Linked DNA regions of Anas platyrhynchos: region 1 is linked to region 2. The links are chromatin contacts, called in public Hi-C maps. All regions are on one chromosome and are shown on one strand. Each heading gives the region's core, a stretch centred on a gene start, on an enhancer-like site or on the middle of the called end of the contact. The rest is flanking DNA. Distances are from core to core; before and after follow the strand shown.

Region 1 (6,112 bases), core at 991-3,490, 41 kb after region 2:
TTTGGGTATGACCCTGCTCTCTGCCTTAGAATTGGCCCAGCTCCCCCTTCCATGATAGAGTATTTCTTCCTTCTTACAGCGTGGCTCTCAGTAGCTTCCCCCCTCTTCTCGTGGCTCCCCTTTCCATCGTTTTGCTCGCTCGTACGTGCAGATGTGTCCGGCGCTTCTTTTTTAGCCAGCAAAGCGCCTTGCCCCCATTTCTCCTACGCGCCTGGCCTTTCTTTTCCATTTTCAGAGGATCCCTACTGGCATCCTCGGGCTTAGGCGAGGACACCTGGCAGCAGCTGCGGCCAGGGGGTGCAGTCAGTTCGGCCTGACGGTCCCTCTGCAGCTGGTCTCAGCATAAAGGGATCGTGCGAGCCACCTCTTGTCCTGTTCACAGCTTGTGTCGCCAGGATTTTGTCAGGGAAAAGACAACTGACGGAGATTTGGGATCACGTGGCCCTTTTAGCCTCTTCCCACTCTCCCCCGCTGCACCAAGAACACCCCTCTGCCTCTTTGCCTGCTTTCCCTTCACGTGTTTACAATTCATCGGAATCGGGAACCCCCCTGGCAGCATCTCCGCCGTTTGCAGGCAGTCCCTGCTGGCTCCGAGCTGCGTCGTGCCGTAGATCCTCTCCTCCTTTTCCTCGCCTTTTCCCTGATACGACTTCAGCAGCAAAGCTGCCTTAATGCTCCAACACCCAGCGCTGCACGATTGGCTGCGATAGCCTCCCTCAAAAGCTCCACCCAGCCGACGGTGCAGCGCGGATGCTCGCAAGTCTCTGTGTTTCCTCGTGTTTTCCCCCCCCCCCTCCTCACCCCGTACCTCCGCTGAATACCGGCACCTTCCCGACAGAAGGTGCTGTTGTGCCGAGGCGTGGAGGTGTTTGCATCACGGCACGTCCGATGGCACTGCTGGCAAACCTCTGCCCCCCCCCTCGGGTTCCTCAGCTGCTTCCTCGTTTGAGTTTTTCCGCGTTGAACCCGGCACATGCTGGTTTCTCGAAGTAATACGAAGCCTCGGGGGTGTCCGTGTTTGACCAGGCCATCATCGTCGTGGGCGAAGGTCTGTCTCGAGGCTCTTTGTCCTGTGCTGGAGGTTCCTCCGGAGCGGGAAGAAAACCGGGGGAATCTTGCAAAGGATTCGCCTGTTCGTGAGGTTTCACCGGTGTGAAACTCGCGAGGCGGTAGCCGGAGGCTTTTGGGCAATAAAGATCTTTGATTAAGAGGACGGGCGGACTGTGGATCCCGTCCTGGGGCACTGCTTATATCTTCCAGTCGCCTTCCAGCCCTGAAGCATCTCGCACGTTACACCCACCCTGCCTGATGATACAACGGGGATAACCGTGGTTGAATGGTCGTCCTGGCAGGAGTTACCAAGCCTCTGGTTTACGCTTTTTATTTTTTATTTATTTTTTTTTTTGCTCTCTGTAGGCAGAGTGGCCCCTCGAGCCCCAGCAGGCCCTGGTCGGTGACGAGCAGTTGTCATGATCTCTACAGCACCTCTCTACAGCGGGGTGCACAACTGGACCAGCACAGAGCGGATTCGCATGTGTGGCCTCAACGAGGAGAGGTGAGGTGCGTGGGTGGCCTGCCGGGGGAAGGAGGTGGAGAACGTGAGCGAGGGGTCTGGGAGAGAGGCTCCGGTGGGGCTGCTGCTTTTAGTAGGGGATCGGGCCGAGGGGTGAGGTCTCTGCTTTCTGCAGAGGACCCCTCGGCTGCACCGGTGGGTCTCAGGGCTGTGCTGTTTGTGCACACCATCAGCTTCGTCAGACTTGTGCCCTTAACCGCAAGGGAAAGGAAAGAGGCTTGAAGGGAAAGACGTTTAGATGTAGAGCTTAGGGATATGGTTTAGTGGGGACTGTTAGCGTTAGGTCAGAGGTTGGACTCGATGATCTTGAGGTCTCTTCCAACCTAGAAATTCTGTGATTCTGTGAAAGGCTTGACCCACCGCAAGCCAAGCTACTAAGAAGAGCTCCCAGTGACCCGGGGGGGGTCAGTGCAGACCTAACCATCAGGTGGGAGAGCGGTGACAAGCCACTACCAAACAGGAGCTGAGGGAGGATTAGTGGCCCTGAGGCAGCATCGATCGAGGCTCGCTCTTGCTCTCCAAACCGATGGGTCGGTGCCTTCCTGGAGGCTCCACACACCCAGAACGTTTGCCAGAGCCTGGAAAGCTTCACAGGCTCACAGGCAGCGCGTGCCCGTCGTCTCCCTGCCTTCCTCAGCGGAGGCTTTTGGCAGCGAGCCCTCCCAGCGCCAGCCCTAAGAGCGGGATAGGGAAGAGCCCAGCCTCATCTGGGGCAGAAGCGCGGGCAGGGATCGTCTGCGGCCCTCAGATAACAACCAGAGGACGGCGTCGCCCTCCAGCCACCTCTCCTCAACCGCTCGGGGCTTTGCTCCGAGCCCCAACCGGGCCGCCCGGCCCCGGCCCTTGTGTGGAGGCACCGGGGGCGGGTGAAGGGGGGGGGGGGGGCGGCCGCGCTGCGCCTCAGCCGGCCTCGAGGGGCCGCTCGGGGCAGCCCACGGGGCCCGGGCCGGGCGGCTGGGACCTGCCCCCGGCTTCCCGTGTGGGGAACGGGCACGGGGGCTGCGGGGAGCCGAGGCCTCGCGGGCCGGGCCGGGCCGGGCCGGGCGGGGCGGCCGCCCGCTGTCCAGCTCCTTGGGCCGCCCGGGCTCGGGCGCCCTCTGGCGCCTCGCTCGCTGCCCGCCGGGGTGGAGCCGCCTCGGCCCCGAAGCAGGGCCCCGGGCCCGGCCCCGGTGCCGCTCGGAGCCCCGGTGAGCAGCTGGAGCACGCTGCTTGCTGCTGCCCGCAGGCTGCTCTGCTGGCCCTAATAACGGGGTGCGGGAGGTGTTGGGGTTGGCCCCGGGTGTGGTAACGCTGTGGTTGTTGTTCCTCCCCCAGGAGAGCCCCCCTTTCTGATGAGGAGTCTAAAACGAGCAGCTCCCAGCACTTGGGGTCTCAAGAGTTTTGTGTCAGCAGCAGCCTGTCCAAGGTGAGCTCCTTGTGTGCCCATCAGGGGCAGAGAGGGCCTTTTCTCTGATGGAACAGCTACCCAAGGGGTCCTGCAGGCCCCCCCTCCAGAGGGATGCACCCAGGTGCACTTAGAGCGATGCTCAAAGCTGGAAAGAGCTGTTGGCATGGCCTTCCTGAGCCCTGCCCGCAGGACACGGGGAGAACGTCCTGCCTGCCTCGCTAGGAGCTTGAAACAGCTTGCACAGCTTCTCAGGGTCATCTTCTCCCTTCTGGTTGCAGGTGGAGCTCACAGCGGTCAGCGGTGATGGCAGCGGTGCCCAGGATGCAGACGGCAAGGTGGAGGAAAAGCTTGGACCCAAACTGGAAGAGCAGCCGCCTGATCCCAACCCGAACGCAGAGTGTGTGGGAAAGACTGTGAAAGATGACGTCCAGGGCCCTCTGGCAAGCCAGGGGGATGGCAGAGGGCAGGAGCCTGCGATCCCCAGAGCCGCTGAGCAGGAGAGCAGTGGTGCTGATGCTGCCTGGACACCTGCAGATCCTCCCAGTGACAAGCAGGCTGACGTTCCTCCAGCCTGCTCTGCGGCTCCAGAGAGCGAGCCTGCTGGGAAGGAGAAAACCACCCTGAGCACTGGAGCACAAGGGCCAGCAGTGCTGGCAGAAGGGACGTTGTCTGTGGTTGCTTCCGGCTGCAACACCTCAGCCTCCACCCCTGCTACTTTTACGTTGAGTAGAGTGTGCTTTCCCACATCTCAGGCCCCTGCTATGCAAAAAGTGCCCCTGTCCTTTCAGCCTGGGACAGTTCTGAGCCCGAGCCAGTCGCTAGTGTACATCCCACCACCTAGCTGCGGGCAGCCGCTCACTGTGGCTACACTTCCAAGCACCTTAGGGGTCTCCTCCACGCTCACCCTCCCTGTCCTGCCTTCTTACCTACACGAGCGCTGCCTTCCAGGCATTATTGCTTCCCCAGAGCTGCGCTCCTACCCCTACACCTTCTCTGTCACCAGGCCCTTGGCTCCGGATGCCAAAGTGGTGTCCGTGGAGCTGAGCTGCTCTTCACCTTCAGGTGGAAGTGGTGCCCAGCCCGCTGCCGAGGGCGCTCCCCCGTCCACAGCTGGCCCTTCCCTCTCGCCCAGCCAGCCTGCACCGGCAGCATCGTGCGGAAGCACTGCTCCCTCTTCTGGCACTGGCACGCACGCCAGAGCCCCGGCAGCGCCTGAGCCGCATGCACCGGGGACCGCTACTTCAGTCTCTCCTCTGAAGTCTCCTCCGCAGCTGGAGCGCGAGATGGTCTCCTCTCCGGAGTGCAGCGAGATGCCGCTCGATCTCTCCTCCAAGTCCAATCGCCAGAAGCTGCCTCCGCCCAGCCAGCGCAAAACACCTCCGATGCCCATCCTCACGCCCGTGCACACCAGCGGCAAAGCGCTTCTCACCACGGTCCTGTCCAAGTCCCAGCGTGCAGCACAAAGCACGGGCAGCAGCGTCACCTCGTGTCTCAGCGCCACCCCGCCCTTCGTCATCTTCCCCGACTTCCTGCGGAACGGAGAGCAGGGCTCCTGGGTGAAGAACACCACGCTCATCAGCACCATTCCGGGCACCTACGTCGGCGTCGCCAACCCGGTGCCTGCCTCCCTGCTGCTCAGCAAGGACCCCGGCGTGAGCTTCAGCAGGGACCCGCGCCACCTTCCCAAGCAGGAACCTATTTCCATCATTGACCAGGGAGAGCCTCGAAGCACCGGGGTTCCCTGCGGGAAGAAAGCCAACCAAGCTGGAGCAGAGAAACAGCAGGATCCTGCCAGGAGGCTTCACGGCAGAGTTACTCCGGGAGCTCCTTTGTGTCAGTCCAAGGACATCTCCACCTGGAACCCCGTCCAGGGAAGTGTGTACCCGCGCTGCCCCGTGAATGGAAAACCCTCCAACCCTCAGCTCCTGCCTCTTGGCTGGTCTCCTTATCATCAAACCCCCCTGCTTTCGATTGGCATCTCCACGACAGGGCAGCTGCCCCCGAACCAGAGCAGCTCCTGCAAGCCAGCTGGTGCAGGCGAGCTCCCGACCTTCCTGAGCGTGCAGCCGACGGAGTCGAGCGCCGCAGCCCAGAGCCTGCCGGAGGGGCTGCCCAGGCTCCCGCCCGTGGAAGCTGCCTCCAAGGGCAAGAGCTGCCGGGCCTTGCCCAAGCTCTCTGAGGAGCAGGCCAATTCAGCCCCGCTGAATGCAGGTCCGTCTCCTCAGACCACCGCTTTGGATGGGAAGGGGGGAAAGGGGAAGGTGGACAACCCTCAGAAGAGTCAAGAGTGCGATGGCCCAGAAGCTGACTCCAGCAAAGAGGGCGGTGTACAGACTGAGACTCCCCAGGGGAGCTGTAGCCTCAAACAGTCGGATGCAAAGCCTAAAAACCAAGTGTTAGCAGCCTACTTGTCCCACGATCTGCCCGCGGGTGGGCAGCAGAGCCTGCGGGGGATTCCAGAGGCGCCCGCGGCGAGCCAGCGCAAGGAGCTGGGCTGCGAAGGCTCCCAGCAGCCGCCAGCTGCAGAGCCCCTCCAGTGCGTGCGCCAGGTGGATCTGTGCAGGGTCAAGAAGGAGCGGGTGGAGTGCGACGTCTCCTTTGCATCCGTGACTTGCTTGAGGGCTGGGGCTGCTCCCCAGGCCTTTGCCGAGGTCAAGCTGAAAGGCGTGGGCCAGATCAAGCAAGAGGGCAGCGTGCGCTGCAAATCCAAGCGGCAGCACGACGGGGACGCCAGGCAGGCGCAAAAGAGACTGAAGTGCAAAGCGCAGGATGGCGAGGAGTCCCCGAGCAAATTGGGGAGCCAAAACGTGCACGGCCGGAAGGTGGGTGAGGGGCTGCGAGGAAGGGGAATTGGCTGGGGCTGGTGGGTTACTGCAGAGGTTAGCGGGTGAGCTTGGGGGTGAGGAGGGGAGCTCTCACGGGGGAGGGCAGCGGAGAGCACAGGGCTTTCTGCCCGCGCTCTTTGGCTTTGCCTGGCAGTGGGTTCATGTCTGAAATACCCCGTATCTGTGGGCAGTTGAGAGCAAAAATGGATCTGGGTTGTCAGAAATGCCGGAGGGCACCAGCATGATGAGCGGGGGACGGTGTTTTGTCCCTTCTCCCTTGCTCCTCCAGCACCGTTAATCAGCAGCTCAAGCTTCAGTCTGTGTCCT
Region 2 (5,448 bases), core at 1,049-3,548:
GCCCCGTCCCATCCGGCAGCGGCCCTGGGATGGCAAGAAGAGCGTTAGCCGTGTCCCCTTACCCCCCCAAAAAAAAAAAATAAAAATCCACCACCACCTGCGCGAGGGATGGGGATGCTGCGGCGCCCTCCTGGCTTTGGAGCCGCCGGGCCACCTGCAGGGAGCGCAGCCACGGGCACGGCACGGCCCCGACTCGGCTCCCTCTGCCCACCCCAAAGCCGCCCGGCTCCCCGAAGCCCCCCGCAGCCCCCTCCCCACCTCCCCAGCCCTCAGCCCTCGGCCGGCAGCGGGGGCTCGGGGGCGCTGCGCCCTTTGCGCACCCGACGGGACCCCGGCACCCGGTGGCACGGCCGCTTGCGGGGGCCCTGGGCGGGCCGGCTCCCGGCCCCGCAGCCCCGGGGGCGGACAGAGCGAGGTTTGTTACCTCCCTGAAAAGCGCTTTGTCCTCCCCCCTCGCCCGGGGGCCGCCGCTTCCCTGCCAGCCGCCGCGCCCCCCCCCGACCTCTCCGCCCCGCAGCGGGCCCCGCACTCACCCGCGGCGGCGGCGGCCAGGGCGAGGCAGAGCAGCAGCAGCAGCAGCAGCAGCAGCAGCCAGCGCCGCTCCGCCATGCTCCGCCGGGCACGGGGGGGAGCCGCTGGCTGGGGGGGGGAAGCGGCGGAGGCGGCGGGGGCGGCGGCGGTGGCGGCCCCGCTCCGGGATCGCCGCATTTGTAGGCGGCGAGAGCCCGGCCCGGCCCCGCCGCACGCCCGCCCCGGGGGGGCTCCGCCGCCCGCCCCGCTCCGCCCCCTCCGCCCGCAGAGGTTGAGCCCCCCCCCCGGCCCTCCGGGACCCCCCCGTTGCCGTCCTGGCCACGTCCCCCCCGGTGCCGCTCCGGGGATGCTGAGCCCCGCGGTAGGCACCGGGCTGAGCGTGCACAAGGCGGGGGGCAGCCGGTGGGGCGCATCCGAGGGTCCCCAGGGAGCCGGGGGGTGTAGCTGCCGAGCCTCTCCCCGTCGGGTCTGGGAAGCCGTGGTGGTCAGGTGAAGTCTCCTTTGAGTGGAAGAGGGGAAACCTCACCCCGTTTTTAGGAGGGGAGAAAGGGGAGGTGTTCGGTCTCGCCTCTGCGCCCAGCAATTGAGAGCAGCCCTGAGGAGAAGGACCCGGGGGTGTTGGTGGATGAGAAGCTTGACGTGAGCTGGCAGCGTGTGCTGGCAGCCCAGAAAACCACCCGTGTCCTGGGCGGCACCCACAGCAGCGTGGCCAGCAGGGCGAGGGACGGGATTGTCCCCCTCTGCTCTGCCCCCCTGAGACCCCTCCTGGAGCCCTGCGCTCAGCTCTGGGCAGTGAGGCACTGGCACACGCTGCCCAGAGGAGCTGGGGGTGCCCCATCCCTGGAGATGCTCAAGGCCAAGGTGGTTGGGGCTTTGGGCAACCTGGAGAGGTCCCTGCCCATGGCAGGGGGTGGGAACTGGGTGGGCTTTGAGGTCCCTGCCAACCTGGCCTGTTCTGTGAGCCTGAAAGGAGAGCGCAAAGGGGACAGAGCCAGGCTCTTCTGAAGACGATGACCACGACAACAGGACAAGAGGCAAGAGGCAAAAACTGAACCGCGGCGTGTTAATGTCTGACCTTCAGGGAGCCTGCGTTACTGTGGGGGTGACCAGAGGGGCTCTGGGGCCTCCCCCCTTGGCGAGATTTAAAAGCAGGTGGGAAGTGGTCCTGGGCAACCTGCTCTGGGTGCCCCTGCCTGAGCAGGGGATGCCAGGTGACATGGAGAGGTCCCCTCCAACCCCAATGCTTGCATGCAGACCAGGGCAGCAGAGGTGCAAGACCCCCGCACGAGGCACCCCAAAACTGCCCCTGTAAGGCCACCAACACGGTAACGACTGAGGCACGGCCAGGACACGAGTGGGGATCCGCAGATGGACAAAGGGAAGTGACAGCTCCACGTCCCCACAGCCACGACGTGACACCTCCTGCAGGCACCCACGTGGTGGAAGCCGAGACACCCACACGGGCAGGACCTGGGGGTGCTTTGCCGACACGGCAGCGACCCCCACGTCCCCCCCATTGCGTCCATCAGCCAGGATCTCCCAGCCTGTCCATCACGGGGGGGCTTTTCTCTGGCTATCAGCTACTTAGCGCCCTCGCTTCCGCATTCCTGGGGCCGCAGCGGGCTCCCTCCCGCCCCGCGCGCGTCCTGTTTGCTCGGGCGCATCACCCCGGCCTGAGTCACGCCGTGGCCCCGCAGGTGGCGGAAGGCTAACAATAGCCCACAAAGGGAGGATGTCTCCCCCAAGCCTTCCTCCGGCCCCGTCTTCGAGGAAAGCTCCCGCGGGAGGGCCGGGCCCCACCGGACGCGCGGCGCTGGATGAGCCTCGTCCGGTTGACGCTGCCCGGGGAGCGCCTTGGATGCGCCGCAGATGTCGAGCTTGGCGATGTGGGTTAGTGGAGGGCTTGGAAGTGTCGGGTCAGAGGTTGGGCTGGGTGGTCTTGGAGCTCTCTCCCAATCCAGCTGGTTCTGTGATTTGGTGATTAGCACGGTTTGCTAATTACCAGGGTGGAAGCAAAGCGCTGCCCGGTGGTCGCGGTGACAACCTGCCCGACGCATCCTGCAGAAACTTTTTGTGCCCGTGACAATCGCGGGCAGCTTCGGGGTCACTGCTGTCCCCCCACCTGGCCCTGTCTTGCCCCTGCTCGGAGCTGTGGGGGCACGGACCCCCCCTGCGTGACCCTTCCACAGCCCCAGCCTGGGGAGAACCCAAAAGGGGGACCCGGGGAGGTGCCCCCGACCCATCCATGACACGACTGCGCCCGGGCTCGGCGTGGCTGCAGACTCGGGGGCGATGCCTCTGGCTTCTGCCGCTTCCCCCCTGCTCCCCCCGGGCTCTGCAGGGGACAGGAGACAGAGGACAGGGGACAGTGGATGGGACAGGGGACAGGGGACAGGGGACAGCCCGCAGCAGGGTCGTGGTGCCACCTCGTGGCCGGCAGCACCCCAGCGACACGGCCCGGGGCGCAGCATCCCTGCCTGCTGGATGGCACGGCGGGGAGGGAGCCGGGGAAGGGGGGCAAAAACTCGCGTGGGAGATGCCCCGGGACTGGGGCCAGAGCCGGCAGAGCCCCCTCCCCGCCCATCGCACGGAGCCCGCTGCCCAGCTGGTGTTTTCTCAGGGAGGTTTGCTTGTGAAGCACCTGTTTGTTTACTGTAGGCCCTACCAGCCGCCCAGCAGCTTGCATCCTGCTGCACGAGGTCCTGCTGCCACGGTGCTGGAGGGGGCTGGCACCGCACATCTCCCCCCGGCAGCACCCACCACCCTTGGACGGGCACCGCTGCAGCCGGGCTTCCTCTCCAGCGGCGGTGGAGCAGTCATTAAACCAAGCCAGAGGAAATACGCGTGCCATAAACGTGGCAGGCCCCGGGCTCCAGGCTCGTTATGCCTCGCATCAGCTTTTTTTGCAAGGTGGAGACCACGGTGAGTCCTGAGCACACGGGCTCAGAGGGACGAAGGGCACTGCCCAGCCGGCACCGCCCTCGGGTGCGGGCGCTGGTCCCCAGGCCGTGCGCATGGTTTGGTGTCTCAGCCTGCTCCCTCCCCCTGTACGCCACTGCCAAATGTGCCTCCTGTCTCGTCAGGATGCTAAAATATTCCTTTTGTCTCCTTCGCCAGCCTTTCAAGCCCGGCACACCAACGGGAGCTGAATTTATTCTTCCCGTCGCTCCGTTAGCCAGAGCGCTCTCGCTCGTGCTGAAGGCGTGCTGTGCTTCCACTCGGGGCCCTGCACGTGTTTCTGCTGCCCCAAAACTCTTCCACACGCACTGGAGAGAGGTTCAGGAGCTCAGCTCAGCCCCCCCAGCCCCTTTGCCGTTGCACAGCACCCCGGATGCCCTCACCCCATCCCCACCTCGGGGGTGACATTTCGCAGAGCCGGGTGAGGACGGTGCCGTGCCCACAACCCCGCTCCACGGGACAGCCTCGTCCCTGGGGGGGTATTTCTGGATAAGGGGTTCCCCGGGGGGCACGGGGGACGCAGCAGCACCCCACAGAGCTCTCGGTGCCGGGTTAGCAGCCCGGGCAGCTGGTTCGTGCCAGGCTGAGCTGGCACAGCTCCACCTCTGCTTCCAGGAGGATCTTTGGACTTTGTGCGGCTTTGGCTGTTTGCTGTTATCTGGTTATCTGGAAGGGAGAAGCACTCAGTGAATAGGGCAACGACCCCCCCCCCATATTTGCTCGGGGGTTGTCATCCGGCATCCCCCCGCCCCTGGGGCAAAGGCGCAGGAGGAGGGACCCCGGATCCAAGCAAAACCAAACGTCCCTTCCTCTGCCAGCAGCTCGGGGGCTGCCCAGCAGCCATGCAGCCCTCCCGGTGGATCGCAGCCTGGCTGCTCCTTCTGCAGGGTACGTGGGAGACGTCCCCGTGGTGGGGCCGGGGGGGGACAGGGACCAGATCCAGACCCCATCGTGGCCCCAAGGAGTGCCAGGGGCCGTGTGCCTCTGCCCGAGGCTGAGCAGGAGCTGGAGCCCCTCCTGATGCTCTGGGCTCCCCCTGCACCCCAGCCTGCCCCCCAGGACACTCGCAGCAAGCCGCCTCCCCCTGGACCGACATTCGGAACTGCTCTGTGGACCCACCGGTGAGTCCCCACAGCGCCCACACCCCCCAGGGAGCCCCATGCAGGGCTCCCACTCCAAAAAAAAAAAAAAAAAAACACCACCTCCAAAATGCCCCCACCACCAGTACCTGCCCCCCACGGCCACCAACACCACGGCACGGCTCGCCGCGCTGCGGGACGCCATGCGCGCCCACAGCGCCCACGCCTACATCGTGCCCTCCACGGACGCCCACATGGTAAGGGGACAGCCCCCCCCCATGTCCCAGGGTGCGGGATGGCCCCCCCCCGGCCATTTCTCACGGCCCCATCCTCCTCTCCAGAGCGAGTACATCGCCGAGAGGGATTCCCGTCTGGGCTGGCTCACCGGCTTCACCGGCTCCGCGGGTGAGAGCATCCTCGCCACCCCGGGGACCACCCCCAGGCCGCTGGGCTCCCCACCCTGGGGGGGTCCCCAGGGGCACCTGCAGGACCTGGGGGAGCCTGGCAGGGGGGGGAGAGGCGATGCCTGAGCCCTCGCTGCCACCCCAGGCACCGTGGTGGTGACACTGGACAGGGCGGCCCTGTGGACCGACAGCCGCTACTGGACGCAGGCGGAGCGGCAACTGGACTGCAACTGGGAGCTGCAGAGGACAAGTCAGGGCAGGGGGGGCTGGGGGGAGCTGGGGGGGGTCCCCGCTTGCAATCCTCCACCAGCCGTCTCTCTCTTGCAGCGTGGATCAAGTCCATCGGGCAGTGGATCCTGGAGTGGGTTCCCGCAGGGGGCAACGTCAGCCTGGACCCCTTCCTCTTCTCCATCGGTAGGGTTGGCCGGCACGGGGGGGGGACCCTACGTGATGGGGTGCACCAGCGGCCCCTGGGT

Evidence for each region. A called contact is a pair of places that touch in the nucleus more often than the background predicts.
Region 1: a Hi-C map of subcutaneous adipose tissue shows a contact between it and region 2, with 1.8 times the contacts expected there. The contact joins the enhancer-like site here to the promoter of APLN in region 2. A contact is called at or near these places in 3 of 8 Hi-C or Micro-C datasets (liver, skeletal muscle and subcutaneous adipose tissue).

What each region holds. Positions count from the first base shown.
Region 1 is chr10:8,961,166-8,967,277 of IASCAAS_PekinDuck_T2T, forward strand. It overlaps BCORL1 (BCL6 corepressor like 1), which reads left to right. Exons shown (of 14, transcript XM_038184546.2): 2 at 1,417-1,555; 3 at 2,888-2,978; 4 at 3,239-5,782. The coding sequence starts at 1,470. Among named protein-coding and RNA genes, the nearest start is that of BCORL1, 9.1 kb to the left of the region's middle. Within about 2 kb of position 2,241, at least 2 of the 8 cell types and tissues checked have an H3K27ac peak or open chromatin away from gene starts, as enhancers often do. A contact at or near this core is called in subcutaneous adipose tissue, where this site is marked.
Region 2 is chr10:8,919,952-8,925,399 of IASCAAS_PekinDuck_T2T, forward strand. APLN (apelin) reads right to left here and starts at 2,299. Exons shown (of 3, transcript XM_072042819.1): 1 at 425-2,299; 2 at 1-24. The coding sequence starts at 944. XPNPEP2 (X-prolyl aminopeptidase 2) reads left to right here and starts at 4,243. Exons shown (of 21, transcript XM_038184537.2): 1 at 4,243-4,377; 2 at 4,537-4,610; 3 at 4,715-4,825; 4 at 4,910-4,973; 5 at 5,118-5,222; 6 at 5,300-5,386. The coding sequence starts at 4,332.